Linked DNA regions of Mus musculus: region 2 is linked to region 1. The links are chromatin contacts, called in public HiChIP or PLAC-seq maps. All regions are on one chromosome and are shown on one strand. The core of a region is the stretch at or near the end of the contact, and the rest is flanking DNA. Distances in the headings are between cores, read along the strand shown.

Region 1 (6,083 bases), core at 3,492-5,991:
TCAGTGGTAATCTCTAAGTCTCTAATTGACTTCCGTTTTGCTTTAAAGTCTTAACTTGTTGGAGCCTATCTGTTCTGCCCTCCAGTTTTGTTTTAATCTAATTACTAGGCTGGGTAATTTATCCATTGTATCGTTATGTCCATATTGGTCTCCTTCTTTATTAATTAGTATGGACATCCACATAATATACATATACCTTAACTTCTTTGGCTATATCATATAATTACACCCAAAATTCCTTGGACCATATATTCTTTGCCATTAATTTTCTAGTAGTTCGCTTTCTGTTTTCCTGACCACATGGCTGTGCCATTGGCTACACACCATGAGTCAGTGAACAAATGTAGTACCTTTTGCTTCTCTTTGAGGCTTTGACTTGCTGCTAACATGGCTGCTACTACTTCTGTGTATTGTGCAGATTTAGCTATTCCTTGCTCCATGATCACCATTCCATCCCCAGGTCCGTAGGCTGCTGCCTTCCACAAAACCATGTTCTGTTTACTGGTTGTGGAGTCATCCATAAACCAGGCATTAACCAGGGATGGCTGGAACTCTCCTGTCCCCTCTCCTAGTGGTACCTGTTTCTGGGGAGGGGTGGCATTTGGGATGATTGAAAATCCCTGTGGGGTCATTGGGCAGTCGGTCACAAGTACCAACTCCAACGCCTTTGGCACCGACCCCTTTGCAGACAGGGTACCAGAGCGAGGGAGCTCAGCCAAGTACCATTTCCATTGTAGTACTTTCCCTTCCGTGGGTAGACCAGCCCATGCTTCCTCTGGTGCCTAGATCCAAACTAGGGTCGGAATGGTGGTTCTGAGTATTACTTGGCTGTTCTGCAGCATGTGGTGCACAGTTTTTAAGGCCTCCTATGTTATTCAAATTGTTTTCTCAACTAGAGAGAATTTGTTTTCCAAGCAGGGAAGCCTACTGTCCATTATCTACCATTACTTTTCACAAAGATATTCCAGTTCCCATACTGTTTTAGGTACAGTATGTGCAAATATACTATATCCTCTGGTTGGATGTATTGTTGCTTAGACTATTCCTTTATATACTCTGGCACTGTTTTCACAGCTTGTTCTTGGGGTTTATTCCAAATAAAATCATTTGCTTTCCTTGTAATACTATACAAGGGTTGCAAAATGACTTGTAAATGTGGTATATGTTATCTCTGATATCCAAATAATCCTATAAGATGTTGTATATCAGCTTCATTGGCTGGTTTTAAGCTGTTGTAATTCACTTATGACTGCAGTAGGTATTTTTTGACCCTGGAGTGGACCACCCAAGAACTTAACCTTTGTATCTGGTCCTGATAGCTTATTATTATGGATGGTCCAACATTATCTCTCAATGCTTGTATGGTTTGGTCTACTGGTTTGCTTGGGATTTTTTGTATATATTTCCTTTTCATTTTATTATCAAAAAGTCATCAACATACAAATATAGTTAGGACTGGTATGACTTTATCCAGTGACCATCTGTCTTAGTCAGGGTTTCTATTCCTGCACAAACATCATGACCAAGAAACAAGTTGGGGAGGAAAGGGTTTATTCAGCTTACAATTCCATACTGCTGTTTATCACCAAGGAAGTAAGGACTGGAACTCAAACAGGTCAGGAAGCAGGAACTGATGCAGAGGCCATGGAGGGATGTTCTTTACTGGTTTGCTTCCCCTGGCTTGCTCAGCCTGCTCTCTTATAGAACCCAAGACAACCAGCCCAGAGATGGTCCCACCCACAAGGGGCCTTTCCCCCTTGATCACTAATTGAGAAAATGCCTTACAGTTGGATCTCATGGAGGCATTTCCTCAACTGAAGTTCCTTTCTCTGTGATAACTCCAGCTGTGTCAAGTTGACACAAAACTAGCCAATACACCATCTTAGAACACTGTGGACAATTATTGGGTAGTCTTAGAAATTGGTACTGTCTTGCTTGCCAAGTGAATGTGGTGTATTCTCTGCTTTGTGGGTGCCGTGGTATGCTAAAGTACATGTCTGATAAATCTGTAGTTGACAGCCATCTTGGTGCTGCTCTCTTAATCCTCAAGAAAATATCTTCTATAGCTGGTAAATGTCCTGGCATTTTAGAGAACAATTCATTAATTCTCCTATAATCTACCATCATTCACCATTTACTATTTGGTAAACTGACCAAATCGGACTCTTCAAATTGAAGCTTTGCGTTGGTTCAATTATTCCTTCCTTTAGTAGGGTTTAATGGTTTCAGATATCTGCTCATTCCTCCTTTAATTGGGCATTGTGACATAAATGAGGGTTCAACTGTTGGTAGTCTTATAGGTTCTATTGTTACTCCTACTAGATTACCTTTTACTTTTTAAAATTTAGAAAATCACAAAAAAATTAAAATCTTTAAGAAGCCTAAAATATTTTCTGGTGCACTGCAACATGCAAAATCCATGGGAATTATTTTGTCATATACCATTAATTCTAACTTACAGACAGGTATTATGGATTCTCCTGTAACTCCTTCTATAGTGTCTGGCAGTCCTGTATATATGTTAATATCACTGCCTTTGTCAATTAGCCATCTAACATTTATCTTCTTATTCTTATGGGAAACATAATATATGGTGTTACTGGTGCCTGACTTGATTCCTGATGAAAGGTATACGTGTTTGCCTTGTCACAGTGAAGCACTGATATGTGTTTACCTTATTATAATGAGGTGCTGATATGTGTTTACCTTATTATAATGAGGTGCTGATATGTGTTTGCCTTATTATAATGAAGCACTAATATGTGTTTGCCTTGTTATACTGAGGAACTGATATGTGTTTGCCTTGTTATAGTGAGGTACCAATATTTGGTAACAATGATCCTCATTATTGTTACCAAATATTGTGAATCTTGGAAGATGTCACTGGGAGGGATAATGGCTGTCTTGCCTAGGCCCTGCATTAGGTCATAGTGAGGTGCTGATATGTGTTTGCCTTGTCATAGTGAGGTGCTGATATTTCCTTTGTGATGGCCTTCTGTCCCTAAAAAAGGCTTAGGTTTGTTCCTTCAAAAAAATCTTATTTTGTGTACCCCTCTGTGGGGTTCTGTTTACAAATAGCATTCCAGGTTTTCTGCCAAAGGTCTAATGTTTGTAAATGGTCTGAAAAATCTGAGTGTTCTCTTTGATTTAAATGGATTTCTATTTACATTTAATGATACTACTTTTTCTTGGTCTAACTCCCTCTAACCTTTAAATAAGTCAATTACCTCAGAAACATTTCTGCAATTTAGAAGTGGTCCTGCCAAATTAATTTTGTGTGGCGGTACCCCCTTAATTAAAATTCTTTTGAATTGTGGTATAATCAGAGCATCCTGTGATGTGTCTACTTCATTATGTATAAACCACAGTACTCCTAGTTGCCTCATGAGCTGAATGGCCTCTTGGAAAGTGTTCCATTTTGCTGCTTCCTCACGTTGTGTAAGGTCTAAAGATGGAAATGCGCATCTCCAGGCTGTGGTTATCCAGTCCAGGAGAAGGTGTACATCGCCTGGAGCAGTGCCTAGGACTCGCTCTAAAGCTTCATACACTGCTGGGTTTCTACTATATTCTTAATTTTCCTCACCTCTGACTCTGACAGCGTGACCGTGTCTATCCTTTTCCCCTGAGCTTTATCATAAAGGATGCATCCTCCATTCCATCTGGACGTATTCTTTTCTCGACTGACTTAGTTCTTGAGGAGTGTATGGTCTCATTTCTATTTGTTGCTCAAAATGCTCCTCATCATTGTTACCAAATATTGTGAATCTTGGAAGATGTCACTGGGAGGGATATGGCTGTCTTGCCCAGGCCCTGGGTTAGGACAGCATCTTTGAAAGGATTGTTTGCCACCCCCATTTCTTAGTTCCTCTACGGTTTTCATCAGTATTGCTTGCACTTCTTTACTAGCCGCATGCTCTAGAGTGGCTCTACTATTGGTGGACTTGTTAGAAGGACCTCAATCTTCACTTCTTTAAACCCAGCTTTCCTTTTGGCCTTATTCTTTGTTCCAAACCATTTCCTCTCTGTGCGATCCGTGGCATCTGGACTCACTTTCATGGCTTTGAAGCCAGTAAGTAGTTTCTTCATTCTAGTGTTACATACATTAGGGAGTATAGAACTTAAATTTTTTATATAACACCCAAAGTTAGTTTGGGGTGAGTTTCTTATTACTTTTTCCAATAATTTATCTGCCCTTCTCACCAGGCTTGTGGCCAACCAATCTTTCCTGGGTGGGTTTCCCTGCACCTTCTGCTCTTCCTACGGCATAGGCAGCAGTTGGCATCAGGTGTTGGTAACAGTAGTGATGAGTCCCTCACTTCTGGCTCTTCCTATGTCGTAGGCAGCAGCTGGCTTTGGAGTGATGGTCCCTTCTTTCACTATCTCCCTTAGAGCTCTGCCTAGTTCTGCTCCTGGACTGCAATTAATTTTGTATGACCAAAGGCTTGTTGCCAATTTGCTGAAATTTAGAATAATTAGGACTATTATGGTCCTTAGAGGGTTCATTTTTCTTCTCAGGGTTCCATCTTGAAGGTAGAATCCTGTCAACTATGCCAACTATCATGAGTCATGTCCAGCTTAAGGCTGGGAAGGACAGACAGAGTCTAGATCTCAAGGTTTATTCACTACAATAAGCATCAGTTCACAACATACACGTGGGGTAGCTGACTCAGAAGCAGGTGGCAGAGGGGCCTCACAGGCAAGGCTTGCAATCTGTCTGTTGTCTGTGTGTCTCAGGCAGGGACTCCTTACTCTGGATCCTCTTATCTCTGTGCAGCCAGGGTAGCAGTCAGTTGTGTTAGTCAGTGTTCTACTCCACCACTGGCATGGCCACCGGGGAGGTGAAATGCAGGGAGCTTGACTGCTTTTATCCCAAGCCCAGTGCTGGGCTTTAGAGAAGAGCCTAGACACCACTCCGACTCCGGGAGTGGGAGAATACAGTCTGAGATGTGGGAAGCCAAAGCTGGTATTTCCCAACCCCAAGACATCTAATCGCTGCTAGAGTGCCACACAGAGGAGCGGGAACCCACGACGAGGGGGAAGGGATGGGAACTTTGGCTTAGCTCATTGGCAAAGGTAGAAGCAGTTGCCTGGAAATGCAGAGAAGCCGAGGCTCTACAGGCAAAGGCTTTCTCCACGCTCCCCATGGTGGATGAAAGAGACAGTCCTCGGTTCCAAACTAGTTATTGGTTGTTCATTGTGGAAAATGGATGCGTACCACCTTCTCAGGGGGGACCAGAGATTAAATACCTTCTGCAAGGAGGAATATCCAGGAAGGGAAGCTTATTGACTAAACCCTCAGGGCCTCTAGGTACCTCATTAGCAAGTAGAGCTCTGTTCTGGGGCAATGTGACCACAGATCTGTTTCCTTATGTGGGAAGTGTGGCACGTTCCAGGCCAGGAATCTGGCAGGGAGCTGCCTACGGACTCAGGTGTGTACCCCGAGTTTCCGGAGACTCAGACCCACTCTACCGAGTTTCCTAGCAAGGTCCACTGTCCCACAAGTTGTTTTCTGGTTAGAGGGCAAGACAGCACAACACTCTTCACTGTCGAGCATCAAGGTCTCTGCCTGTCGGCTGCCAGCCTCTGCTTTCATTAGCTACAAGCTAGCATTACATCATTACATAGCACTTCATTCTTATCTGCTACACACAGAGCTGACATGAGCTGCAGAGCTGGCGTGAGCTGGCTGCTCATCCAACTTTTATCTCCTACACACAGCTGACATGAGCTAGCAGCTCCTTGATATAACATCCAACTCAGTCCTGTTCTTATTTCTTATTTACATTCTGTCTGCACACAGGGAGTCTCAGCTGTGGCTTCGGCTGGCTAGTTTGATGGCAACAAGCTAGTCATCTGAGAGGAAGACACCTCAACTGATAAAATGCCTCCATTGCGCTACAGGCAAGCCTGTAGGGCATTTTCTTAATTAATCATTGATAGAGGAGGGCGGGGCCCAGGCCATTGTGGGTGGGGCCATCCCTGGGCTGGTGGTCCTAGGTTCTATAAGAAAGTGGGCTGAGCAAGCACCAGGGAACAAACCAGTGAGCAGCACCCTTCCATGGCCTCCTCATCAGCTCCTGCCT
Region 2 (6,109 bases), core at 2,267-4,766, 130 kb before region 1:
TTAAGAAATCTGACCAGGCTTTATGTGAGGCCCATCAAATTTAAGGTCAATATGGACTGTTTTGTCTAAAATGGCTTGAGTCAGAGCCGACCACCAGGCAGCACTTCCTGCCCCTGCATTTGAGCTCACTGTGATTTTTATGTTTTTTTTTTTCCTTTATAAGCTGACAGAAAAAGATGTTCAATGTTGTGGCTCAGCCTCTGTGTGAGCTATGGTCCTGATCAATGAGTCTTAGGGTGAGCATTCAATAAACCATCCCTGTCTGACTGAGATGGGTGTTCATGTGGTTTGTGGGGTGATTCTTGGACCCCCAACAATCACTACTTTACTAATCTTTCCTCAGGCAGGACTTTTATTAACTAGTTTGTGAAAAGAACAAGTTTTGTAATTGTTTTACTTGACTCCAAAGCCTTTGAAATTTTCATTCATCACTCTGGCTAAAGACATACCTAGAAAAATAAATAGAAATTACTGGAAAATTTAAATATAAACAAAAGGGAAAGCAATGTGATGTAATGAAGCCTATATATCCCTCATTTATCTTCAATGACTAATTCATTCAATCTTATTCCCTTTTTACTGGCTTACTATTTCTTTAACATCTCCTCCTTCTACTCATCTATTTTGCAGTAGAAATAGATATGATGTTACTTCATTTGAAAAAAATATGTACTTTCAAAAGGTAAATGTTCTAGACAAACAAAAATATTTGTCATAGTTGGCATCCTAGTTTCATTTACTTTATTGTTATAAAATACTCTGATCAAAAGAAGGCCACAAGTGATGGCTTATCTGTTTAGAGTACTTGCTGTTTCTCTGAAGGGCTTGGATTCAATTCCTAGCATCCACATAGTGGCTTACAACCAATCATAACTTCAGTATCAGAGATCCTAACACCCTCCCTGACCTTCTAGGTTACTAGGCATGAACTCGGTGTATATACATACACACAGGCAAAACACTCATGCATATGCAGTTCAGAACCCCTTGCCTAGGTGCCCCCTACAGTGGGCTGAGGTTTCCATATCAATTAACTTTGTTGAGACAGTCCCCCATAGACATGCCCACAGGCCAACTCAGTGTAGACAATCCCTCACTGAGACTCTCTTCCCAGCTGATTTCTGAATTATATCAAATTGAAAACTAAAGCTAGCCATCACAGCTGGGTATTAAAGTGTTTCTCCAGTGCCATTTAAACCTTGTTTCCCTTGCAGCAGAGTTTGGAAGTGGGCTTTTGGGAAATGACTGGCTAATGGAGGGTCTGACTTCATTATCGGCAAATTCACAATTTGATGGGAAGTGATAGAAATTAGGTAGAACCTTGTTGGACATAGGATGTTATTTAACGGTATGTCTTTAAAATATGTACTTTTACTGGTCCCTTCCTGTCTGTCTCTTTTCTGCTTTCTGGCTGTCCTGGGGAGTTCATGTTCCTTCTGTTTTAAGATTCTACCTCACTACAGATCTAGAAGCAACATGGGCTGAAACCTCTGAAACCTCTTACTAAATTAAAACACATCTTTCTCACTTAAGTTATCAGGTTATCTTGTCACTTCATTTCAACATTCTAACACAGTGACTAACTATAATACTATTATTGCAATAAAATAAATAGGCTATACATTTCTTAACATTTCATCCATATTCATATTTTACTTTCTTTATGTGTTATGTTTATGTGTTTCTTTATATGTTATTTATGTATATATGTATGTGCATGTGAGCATATGTTCATGTGTGTGCGTGGAGACCAAATGACAGCCTTAGGTGTCATTCCTCAGGGGCCATTGACCTTGTTTTTCAGACTGAGTGTCTCATTGGATGTAAACTCTAAGAAGGCCAGGCTGACTGAATATCAAACACCAGAAACCATTTGTCTCTGCTTCTCCAGCTCTTGGATTACAAGCATGTACCACTACACCTGGTTTTGTTTTTTACTGTGGATTCTAGGGTTTGAACTGAAGTCCGTGTGTCTGCAAGACACTTTACGTATGGATGGAGCTATCCACCCATCTCTTATACATTATTTTATTCAGTTTGTTGCTTGAATAAGGATGAGTAGAACCAATTTTCTTTCTGTTTTACTTTTGTTTGATGTTTAACTTACTTAAAAATCTTGTTTGGTTTATGTTGGACTATCTACACAGCAAATTAAGCTTGAGGGAACTAAGAAAACTGTAGCTGTATTTTGTGTGTTGGTAATTGTGTCTCTACATCCTCTGAAAGCCCTTTGGCTGTTAAGCATTTCTGATGTTGCAGTTATATTCTTTTTTTTAAATTTTCTTTATTTATTTATTATATGGTACACTGTAGCTGTTTTCAGATACCCCAGAAGAGGGCAGCAGATCTTTTTACGGATGGTTGTGAGCCACCATGTGGTTGCTAGGATTTGAACTCAGGACCTTCAGAAGAGCCGTTGGTTCTCTTAACCACCGAGCCATCTCTCCAGCCCAGTTATATTCTTTCTATTGTATTAGAAACCCAGAAATTGGCACACACATGCACTAGCAAAAGACCTGGAATTCATTATGATATAGTTTCCATATTTACATTGAGGTCTTGACCTCCTCCCTTTCTAAGAAAATCATGGGAAGAAATATCCTAGTAGAGAGAGATCTGTCCATCATAGTGTGGGGAAGGAAAAAGGACCACCTTCCTACATAAATATTCTGCACGTCTCATGAACATTCACAACAACGTCTTAAAAATCCACCACAAAGAACCAGAGGGCTACCGACTGCCCCCTTTGGGTGTACCTGCTGCGCTTTCTCTCTCCAGAGTGTATACCCTTTGCATTGCTAAGTAAACTCCACTTAGACTGTGTGTGTCTCTTAGCTGTGCTCTCTCCCTTGAGAAGACAGAAGGAGGAAAATGTTTCACTGGTAACATCTATAACTACACTCAGGGCCACAGGAGCTAGTAACCCTTCAGTAACAAATTGTAGATAAACTAACAAGTGACTATGCCACCAGGGCACTATGGCAGGAGTCAATCTCAATGCCATTTCATGAACATGTATGCAAAGGTTGCAGCATTTGAGCACCATGACTAAGCAGGTTTGTTCAGTATCCTTTGCTGACTGCTTACAAGCTAAAGGATCAAATGAATACAGAATTTGCATATAGACCTGAATAATTAGAATGCTACAGAATAAGAAATCTAAGTGTTGTACATATTTCGTTTAATATTTCCTATAACAGAAATACTTAGAGTACATATCTAGACTCTAGTCTGATGGTGTTGCAAGGCTTGAAGTGAGTGATGCTGCCTCAGGTCTTTCTCCTTCCTTCCAGCTCATGGTGGGTGACGCCCTTCTTTCCTTTTGTCTTTCCAGAGACCCTTAGCAGCTATGTTTCTGCTTTGCTCCACATCTTTAGTTTACTAAGTTAATTTTACCAAGAGCTCTGATACCCACACGTATGCAAATGCTTGTTTAAGGGGAAGCTAACGAGGGATCATGGGACGGGCAGCAGGGCCCTTGAGCTCGTCTGTAATTTGACTCCTGTTACTAGAAATATTCATATCTTTCCAGGGAGGTTAAAAATATAACATTCATTTGTGGTCAGTAGAATCTATTCAGTGCAGTCTCCGGGGAAGTCTTGAAAAACAGAACAAAACAAACCGCTGGTGTCCTTGGCCTTCAGCCCATGGAATGTCAAGGTCCTTGGCATTAAGCCAGCATTCGCTCTAGTAATCAAAAATATATTCATGCAGCAGTTAGAATAATTATACATTATAATTATGTATAACAGCTCAAGTATAGTGATTAATAATGACCACAAATAAATGGGATTTAGGATGTTTTTCTTAATTTTATAATCTCCTTTGCTCGTGAAGAACAATATAAATTGCCATGGGTATTCCTGACATTGTGGTAGAGAAGGAATAAACCAAACTTTTATTATTTTGTGTTTTCTCAATGAATCAGAAATGCAATAATATACATTCAGTGTTGTGATTGGTAGAGCATCTCAATTACAATAAAGAACATTTTATAGAGTCGTTCTCTAAGTGGATGGCAAATATTTGCTTCAAAAACTGTCTGTAAGGGCCTTTGGCCTCAGCCCCATAAAGCACAAAACCATAAACATCCACTGTGCTCAAATAAAGTTAAAAAAAAGAGAGAGAGAGAGAGAGAGAGAACATCAAATAACTTCAGAAGCTATTTATTATAAACTTTCTCCAAAGTACCTGTTAGTCTTCAAGATGACAAAATTAAATAACCTACTACCAACTATAACATTAAAACTCAAAGCAAACCTAGGAACTTCTGTCCAAGAGTTTAAAGTGAATGCTTCCTAATGCTGTCATTTCTCACTGTTAAAGATGATAAAGAGACAGAAAAAAATGTCCTAAACAGTTCTTCATAAGCCGCGGAGTGAACCATGAAGCCACAGTTTCACTCTGCTGAGCTTAGTGGTAAAAACCTCCCTCCTTACTATGGTTGCTCAGAGCCAGCAGTGTTCAGGGAAACCACAGCAGTTTGTCCCGCTGCTCTGGAGGATCAGCTGATCCACATGGGCAAAGGTATAGCAGGGGTCGGGAGAGGTTCAAAGCTCCTGGATGAAGACGGTGGGATGAAATGGTTGAGAAGGGACAGACATGGGGAGAAGGACAAGAGCTTCCAGAGTTGTCCTTGTCTGCGTTTTAGGTCTGGAAAAGGCCACAGGCAGATTTGTTTTATTTTTTCCTATTTCTGGTTGTACTTTACAAGGTCACTTACAAGTGAAAATACTTAACTGGGGAGATAAATAAAATTTCCAAAATATTCCCCCTTCACTCACAGATAATACTCTCCACAGGGCGGCAGGCAGGGAGGGAACAAGCAGCAACTGTGTGTCAAGCCAGGGAAATGTTAGTGATCCCCCAAACACACACAGGAGCGGATCTGATGCAACTCACAGCAGAGGCTTTATTCTATTCGAGCTAGCTCGCACACCCCACCCACCCCAGTGCCCCGCCTGCTGTCATGCAGGACGGTTTTGGTGGTGGTGGAGCCCCGAATGTCTATGAGGCAAGGTTTTATAGTAAGCAGCAAGCAGGAAGTACCTGAGCAAGCATCTAATTGGAAGCTCTTGTGGCCTTTAACATGATTGGCTGGTGCTGGGCGTCATGTCATAAACTTAACTTCCGCTCCCTTCTGCATTGATGGTCGTTAGGTAGAAGGTGGGCTTGTAACCTGGGGTGCAGGTTTGTTGGGGGAATAACCTGGAGACACCGGTCTTGTTGGAGGGCCTAGAGACTGGAGCTAAGCTCAGGTTTTGTTGGAGGGCAACTTAGAAACTAATGCTAGATACCAGCCTGATAGTTTACCTGAGTTCACACTTAGGTCAGGTTCTCTAAAATGGAGTCTGAATTTAAAAGCTTTGGCATCTCATTGGCATTGTGGGAAATACCTTTATGTGTTTCATCCTACTTCGTTTACATGTTTTAACCATTACAGACATCATGAACACATTATTTCACAGATTAAAGATTAAAGTTGCAGAGGAACTAGTTAACATGTCCAAAATCATGCACAGTGATTAATTAATTCAAGATTCAAATGATAGCCTGAAATCAAATTCTATATTCTTGCCGTTATTCTTCTGCCTCATGACAGAAGGCTTAGTTAGCCGAGCCACATGATGTGAGAGCTGTGACGTCGGTTTGATGTGGACCGTGGGAAAGTGTGGCACAGAGCAGAGTGTCTGAGAGCAGGGACCAGCATTACTCAGACCTGGGTGAGTTATCTGCACCCTAGGGCCAATCCAGGAATTAAGTAGTATCATGTTAAGTTGAATCTTGCCAACTCGTGTGCGGACAAGAATGACATAAATCTATATTATCTACAATTGGTTTTTTTTCAAATGTAAATGCTATACAGGAATAAAGTCTGAGAGTCCAGTTGTTGCTCCCTAAACAAAAGAAAATAAACAAGCAAAATGCTTTGGCAATTGCTGGCATGGCTGTGCCAGTTAGAAGGTAAAGTTCTCAGATCTCTCTGGCTCTAGCAGGCTCCCAATAGTCTTTGATATTTTCCCTTCTCTCTCTCTCTCTCTCTCTCTTTCTCTCTCTCTCTCTCTCTCTCTCTCTCTCTCTCTCTCTCTCTCTCTCTCTCTCTCTCTCT

The links. HiChIP or PLAC-seq counts read pairs in DNA pulled down with a chosen protein or histone mark.
Region 2: a contact with region 1 is called in an H3K27ac HiChIP or PLAC-seq map of heart atrium, with 4 times the contacts expected there. The contact joins two enhancer-like sites. A contact is called at or near these places in 2 of 484 Hi-C or Micro-C datasets (Sertoli cells and bone marrow-derived macrophages), 2 of 115 datasets of contacts at active chromatin or transcription factors (the 230-238 cell line and heart atrium) and 3 of 9 other capture datasets (adipose tissue, liver and pancreatic islet).

The regions. Positions count from the first base shown.
Region 1 is chr5:23,922,614-23,928,696 of GRCm38.p6, reverse strand. It overlaps a transcript of Fam126a not described here. Among named protein-coding and RNA genes, the nearest start is that of Gm42228, 73 kb to the right of the region's middle. Within about 2 kb of position 4,741, at least 46 of the 459 cell types and tissues checked have an H3K27ac peak or open chromatin away from gene starts, as enhancers often do. A contact at or near this core is called in Sertoli cells and heart atrium, where this site is marked.
Region 2 is chr5:24,050,863-24,056,971 of GRCm38.p6, reverse strand. No RefSeq gene overlaps it. Among named protein-coding and RNA genes, the nearest start is that of Fam126a, 23 kb to the right of the region's middle. Within about 2 kb of position 3,516, at least 44 of the 459 cell types and tissues checked have an H3K27ac peak or open chromatin away from gene starts, as enhancers often do. A contact at or near this core is called in Sertoli cells and heart atrium, where this site is marked.